Linked DNA regions of Mus musculus: region 2 is linked to region 1. Evidence: chromatin contacts called from public Hi-C data. All regions are on one chromosome and are shown on one strand. Each heading gives the region's core, a stretch centred on a gene start, on an enhancer-like site or on the middle of the called end of the contact. The rest is flanking DNA. Distances are from core to core; before and after follow the strand shown. Region 1 overlaps Gm15518 (a long non-coding RNA gene). Region 2 overlaps Bbx (bobby sox HMG box containing).

What was found. A called contact is a pair of places that touch in the nucleus more often than the background predicts.
Region 2: a contact with region 1 is called in a Hi-C map of Th2 cells, with 2.8 times the contacts expected there. The contact joins two enhancer-like sites. A contact is called at or near these places in 1 of 15 datasets of contacts at CTCF or cohesin (pro-B cells), 11 of 484 Hi-C or Micro-C datasets (B cells, the Ba/F3 cell line, the G1E-ER4 cell line and 7 more) and 5 of 115 datasets of contacts at active chromatin or transcription factors (the 230-238 cell line, CD8 T cells, acute myeloid leukemia and 2 more).

Annotation. Positions count from the first base shown.
Region 1 is chr16:49,768,918-49,772,365 of GRCm38.p6, reverse strand. Gm15518 (a long non-coding RNA gene) reads left to right here. Exons shown (of 5, transcript XR_003951928.1): 3 at 98-2,595. Among named protein-coding and RNA genes, the nearest start is that of Gm15518, 5.3 kb to the left of the region's middle. Within about 2 kb of position 1,840, at least 80 of the 459 cell types and tissues checked have an H3K27ac peak or open chromatin away from gene starts, as enhancers often do. A contact at or near this core is called in CD8 T cells, Th2 cells and memory CD8 T cells, where this site is marked.
Region 2 is chr16:50,296,993-50,300,440 of GRCm38.p6, reverse strand. All of the region lies in intron 3 of Bbx (bobby sox HMG box containing), which reads left to right. Among named protein-coding and RNA genes, the nearest start is that of Bbx, 130 kb to the left of the region's middle. Within about 2 kb of position 1,505, at least 25 of the 459 cell types and tissues checked have an H3K27ac peak or open chromatin away from gene starts, as enhancers often do. A contact at or near this core is called in CD8 T cells, Th2 cells and memory CD8 T cells, where this site is marked.

The DNA.
Region 1 (3,448 bases), core at 591-3,090:
ATCATAATTTAATATCTTGTGTCAATTTTCTATGTAAACCTTTTCTGCCGGGTTACTTTTCTTACAAGTCTCTCTGTTTTATCTTTTTTTTTTTCAGTGTTCTGTCAACACCCAGCCCTGTGACCCCATGATGTCCACTCACAACTTCATAATTTCATCTCTTGCTATCTGCCTGGCTATTTTCCTTGATATTGGATTCCTATCGTCTTTCAGTTCTACTCTTATGAATATCCTTTGTTTTCTCAAAGTTAGAATGATTTTTCTCACTAAAGTTTGTTTGTCTATCATAAAACTTACTGTTATAAGCATTTTAACTCTGTGTGTGTGTGTGTGTGTGTGTTTGTGTGTGTGTGTGTGTATGTGTGTGTGTGTGTGTGTGTATGTGTGTGTGTGTTTATGTGTGTGTGTGTGTGTGTGTGTGTGTGTATCTTTCCCACTGGACTGTGAGCTGGTAAAGGAAGCGATTACACCTCATTTGCATTTGGCTCCCTTAATATCTCACACTGCAGCAAAACAAGTGGTTATCTGTCAAATGTTCGTTGACCCACACTACATATGTGTAGTGAACAGGAGCCGCCTGAACCAAGAGGCTTCTTAGAAATACCACAGAAAGTAGTTTTTCTAGGTCACCAGCATCCTCTGCGATACTGAGGGATTGCTGAATGCTTCCCAAGGGCAGAATGAATATGATAGCTTAGATTCATCACAGTAGCTATCCGAAATAAAACACTAAGTCATGAGCTCAAACAGAGGCTAACATTTAATGACTTACAAAGTCCAGAAAGTATGCAAGACAAACAGATCAGTAAAAATAAGAAATATTGAACAAACCTTGGTTATGATTTTTGCTTTTTAGTTTCCACACATAAGGTAGAATCCTTATTTAAATTTATGGTTATGGAAAACCGGCCATTTCCATTTTCAGCACAGTTGGGTCGGGCTATTTCCTGTTATCAATAGGAAGCTGCTGTACAATTAAATGGATCAATGATGCAGTGAGCTAAATTAGCTTTTTTATAGTCAAATAATTGGACTAGCTGTGCATTCTACATTATTTCAGTTGTACAAGCATGATCTTTGAATCTACCTTGTAGCAAGATGCCTGGGCTGCCTTAGCCTATTGATTTGAGAAGCAGTAAAAGGTGATATTTAGAAAGGGCCATGGGATAGTATCAATAAAATGGTTCAGGGGATACACATTTGACACACAGAGTGGCTTTATGTAGACTGATTTTTTTGAAGAATAATTTACAAATCTGGCCTAATTCAACTAGCAATATGATAATAATGTACCTTAACTACGTACCTTAAAATACTGTTGCTTATCTCGATGCAGAACATTAAACTGCTGTTGTCAGCGGCATGTGAGTAAACTGGCTGTTTGTCTAACGGTCTGATCTGTAGTGATTTTTCTATTCCTGTGGTGTAAACACTCACAATGGGCTGGTGGGAAGTTATCAACAGTTACCTAGCTCTCAAAATTTCCGAATATCAAACAACTGACTTCAGAGGTGGTAGGAGCTGACTCTAGAAGCCTACCACAAGCTGATGCCCACACTGGCAGGAGATTCACAACCATGCACGTCTAGCACTAGGAGGTTTTAGAATATCCCAGCACTACCGGTGGCTGTATGAACAACTTTGTACTTTTACTAGCACATTGGGATTCATGGGTAGCATACCCTGCAGAAGATTTTACAGAAGGTAAAAGAAAAGCGACTGGACAGGAGGGAAAATATAACTCTATCACCTTACCGGAGAAAACCCAGGATGAACGGTGACTCAAAAGCCACACAGGAAATTCTTAGCCGAGAAATTGTGACATAGGAAGAAATAAGTCTGACCTTTGGCTGTAACGGTTGGCACAGAGTTTCCAAATAGTTTGCAGTTTCCTAGAACTTTGAGGTTTTCATGGCTACATGATGAAATCCCTCAAAAAAAAAAAAGAAAGAAAGAAAAGAAGAGAAGAGAAAAGAAAAGGAAAAGAAAAGAAAAGAAAAGAAAAGAAAAGAAGAAAACCCTAAATGAAGGGGTGCTGAGGTTTTCAGGTGGGGGTTAGCCATGAGGACAACCAGGGCTTCCCACCCTCTCTGATGTTCTATCTGGTGAACTTCACAGTTTGGGTAACAGAGTGACAGTCTGGATAACTGACAAACAATAGAAGGTTCCTTGGCTCATGGCTCTGACAGAGAAGACCAAGAGCATTCATTGTTCTGACCAGGGCCTTTATGCTGAGTCACAACTCGTCAGAAGGGCAAGGGGACATGTGCAAGATGGAAGAAACTGGCTGTTGGTGTGGACAACTCCACATATTTGGTGCCAGGAATATTGTGAATATATTCTTACTAACACACCTGGAACTGGGATCTGGTTGGCTGGACTTGTGGGCCAGGGTTCTTCCATGCACAAGCCTTTGAGAGGAGCTAGAGAAGGTCACCCAGGGGCATGTGTGGAAACAGGATGCATGGTCTTGATAAGGGGTGTGGTGGACACCGGGTGAGTAGGAGGAGCTGTGGACCTGAAATTCTTCTAGGAAGGCCTAGCTGGGAGAACTTCTTCACAACAGTGAAGATGGTGACAAACGGTTTTCTAAAGGTGGTTCTTTTCATTTCTCTTGAGTTTCTTTTAACATTGTGTATTAATTTAATCTATGGTACTTATTAGATGGGGCCTTAGCATTTCATAAGCTACTCGAGAAGAAAAATGAGTTTAAGTTCTCTTTAAAGAAATCTCTTCACGCCGGGTGTGGTGGTGCCCGCCTTTAATCCCAGCACTTGGGAGGCAGAGGTAGGCGAGTTTCTGAGTTCTAGGCCAGCCTGGTCTACAGAGTGAGTTCCAGGACAGCCATGGCTACACAGAGAAACCCTGTCTTAAAAAAATCCAAAAAACAAACAAACAAAACAAATCTCTTCACACTGAAATGTTTTGCTTACTTGTACATGGGGGGGCGAGGGGGAGATCTTCAGATGGGTGATTCTGTAGATAACTGAATATCAACATTAGCATTTTTAAATCCCTGATAACCCTCCCACAATTAAAACATAATAAAACAAAACACCCATGTCTATGGGGTAAAACTCGAGAAGGGGACTTAGTGCTTAGGCATTTAAAATTTTTATTAATCTTCAAGAATTTCATACAATGTATTTTTATCAAAATCACTCCTCCTACCTCTCTTTAGATCCAGCCTCCTTACCCTATCAATTTATTTTCTTTTTCAATCCATTGAGCCTGAAGCCCAAACTTTTTGGTGTGTGGCTATCTGGAACATGGTAGACCTATGTTTCTCAAGGGTCATGTCTTTGAAGAAAACCGATTTTCTCCCTCTGTCTTAGTTACTTTTCTATTTCTGTGAAGAGATACCATAACCAAGGCAAGTTACAGAAGAGTTTACTGGGTCTTACAGTTCCAGAGGGTGAGTAGACCATCATGGCAGGAAGCAGGGCAG
Region 2 (3,448 bases), core at 256-2,755, 530 kb before region 1:
TCTGGTTTGTTTTTGTTGTTGTTGCTTGTTTGTATTTTGTTTTGTGAACTTTTGTATTTTTAAGCTGCTGTCTCATGTGTTTTATATATCTGTAAAATTGCTGTCATTTAATAAGTACAGAGGCAGTGTTTTCAGCTAAAAGAAAATAGCCATTTTATTAGAGAAGGAGAACTTATGGAACTGTAAGTATTTATTAGCATCATGGTTTGCTGAAATGATATCAGACCCAGTGGTATTCGCAGGACCTTTTAAAGTTATCATTCCTTAATTTGAACATCACTTGCCCTGATCCATACTGTGTGCTCACAGCTGAGGCGGCTAGTGCTGCTGTGCTGGGAGTCAGAATGCTGAATGCTGACTGTGGATGAGTCTCACATGGGAAACTTGCTTTTGGGATCCTGTTCTTTTGGTGGGGTGTTGTGTATGTGGGGATGCAAGGCCACTTGCATGTATGTGCCTCAAGGACCACTTTAAGTGTAGTTTTTAGGGTGCCAGCTATTTTTCCCCTTTTGGAACAGGGCCTCTCAGAGGCCTGGACCTTGTAAAGTAGCTAAGCTGGCTGGTCATGGTCTCTACATCCCCAGGATAGGGAGGGAGTGCAAGCATCATCACATCTGGCTTGTTTGTTTGTTTGTGTTGTTGTTGCTGTGTTGTTACAAAACAAAGCATGGGTTCTGGAGATCTAACTCAAGTCCTTGCGTTTTCAAGGCAATCACTTTATTGGCTGAGCCATCTTCCCAGTCCCACAAACCCCATTTTATAAGAGCAAATAATACCCCAAGTGAGGCAAAGATTTATAATACATGTGAATCTGTGAGTTCTAAATTGATTAGGTATTTTGGAAAGTAACGCTGGCTATCATGGAAATGTAGTTTAGTGGCTTTCTAATGGCCTCTGCCAAATCAGTAGCAGAGGACACGTTGCAAACTAGAGAATAATGAAGAGCAGGGGAAAAAAAAGAATTTATAAGCTTTTAAAAGCTGCATGCTATGTAACTAACAAGAGGTTGCCAGAGTTGAGAAGCAGGTTTTAAGGAAATAGGAACTGTGTGTGACAGGAGACCGCATCTGTAGAGGTAAGACACTACTTTGTCAGTTTGACAGCTTCTTATTCCTGGCCCACTTACCCTGAGGGTATTTAATCAGCTGCTTCCTGAAAAGAATGCTGGAGGTGGTAATGCGGGGTCAACTTTAAGCTACTTGCAGAGTCTCACTTGAACAATGTAAGCACCGAGACTTCTGTAAATGAAATTGAAGGAAAGGAGAAAGGGGAAATTGAAACTGTTGCCTGTATGACATACCCTTTCCTTTCTTTCCTAACCCTTCTTTTCCTTCATCAGCGGTCGCCAGCATCGGTACTGGAATAATTCAGTTATCTTGCCATGACCCTGTATTTACTTTTCAGTTGCTAGCTCTCATGAACTCTAAGTGATGTCTCCCATACATGATGCCTCCTCATGAGTCTGCGTTTTGACTAAGATTTTGTTACTGTGAAAGTCCCAGAAACCACAGATTGTCAGTACAGAAACTCTCTTTACTGATTACCAGATTGTCAATGTTGGTTTCTGTTCTACCTTCATAACCATAGAGTTTTCTTATTACTGCTATTCGCTGATTTGTAGAACAGGAACTTTGAGAACTAACTGTAAACTGCCCTGAGTAGATCCTTTCTTGTCTGCTTCTCTCATTAGGAGAATAGAATAAAATTGCCCCTTAGGATCTTTTCCTGTATTGATCATCTCATTTCAGAAGCTGAGCGAGAAGAAAAAAACTAAGCCATTCTTTCTGCCATCTTTTATTATCAATAAACCTGGTAATTTTAACTTTAAAAGCAATACTTTAGCCATTTGTGTCTCACTAAATGATACAAATTTAAAATACTCACAGGGTTATAATATAGTGTGAACAAATGTGTCCTTTCTATCTCTCTCTCTCTCACACACACACACACACACACACACAATATATATATATATAATCAACTTTTTCAAATTTTTTCATGTTAGTTCAGTGTCATGAGACTATAATCTCAGAACTCAAGAGGCTGTGACAGGAAGATCACTACTTCAAGGCCAGTTTGAAGGGCATGGAAAGTTTGGGAAATGCCTGAGCTATATATGAGAGCCTGTGTCAAAATATACATTCATACATACATACACACACACACACACACACACATGCACAGAGACATGCACATGCATATACACATATGTGCTAAGTTGAACCTTAACCACCTGTAGACCCAGGCTTAAAAGTCTTTACTGTTGTTTGGGCTATGAATGCAGTCCTAGCGTGCTGCAGCTTAACTTGAAAAACCTCTGAAGTTTCCTACAAGTCTAAATCCAGAAGTGACCATGGCCAACTTTTGCCTTTCTTCAATTTGAGAAGTTGTGGATTCCAATTTTAATATAAGACAGCTATTTTTGTTTTGTTTTTCCTTTATAATGGTGTCAGAGGGATTTGTTGTTTTCTTGTTAGAAATCCAAACAGTGCAAAATTTCTGACTGCCTTTTTTCTTGGTGGCCAATTCTAGCCAGGTCCCGAGAGTCACAGTTACGGGCTGGGAACAAAGACTAAGGCCCTTCATGTCTCCAAGTGAGATGGCTGACACACTTGCATCTTGCTCCTCCCAGAACATGCATTTTCTTCATATCAGCTCATACACGGTATTTGCAGTAGAGGAGAAATTGGAATAGGGTTCCATATAACTATTTGGTAACATACCTTCAAGATGAGCCCTAAATTTTTTTTGAAGTTGGTTTAATAGACTCCTGAATATATGAGAAACACTAAAGTCTTACTAGTAAGAAATTTATTTGATTTTATGCAAACTATATGTAATAATTTTATATAGTATTTTTATTTTTATATATATAAATAATGAAAAATAACCCAACAATATATATATATATTTTTTTTTTAATTTAATTTTATTTTTATTAGGTATTTTCCTCGTTTACATTTTCAATGCTATCCCAAAAGTCCGCCATACCCACCCCCCCAATCCACTACCCACCCACTCCCCCGTTTTGGCCCTGGCGTTCCCCTGTACTGGGGCATATACAGTTTGCAAGTCCAATGGGCCTCTCTTTGCAGTGATGGCCGACTAGGCCATCTTTTGATACATATGCAGCTAGAGTCAAGAGCTCCGGGGTATTGGTTAGTTCATAATCCAACAATATATTTTATTAATATTTACTTATTTAAAAAAATCATTAAATGAACTCAATGATTATTTAATAATGCAACTCTTAAGGTAGTGCTTTAATTATACTTAACGTTTATAATGTTTTTAAGGTGAAGTTGAATTCCACTTGTAAAAGGAATTCCCATGTTAAAGATGATAAAGGCAGTGACCATTTTTCTCTTTTCTTTTCCTTGTGTTTTACTTCCTTGCTATGAGCTCCATGATCTTTAGAGGATAGTAGAAACTTTCTAGAGATCAATCC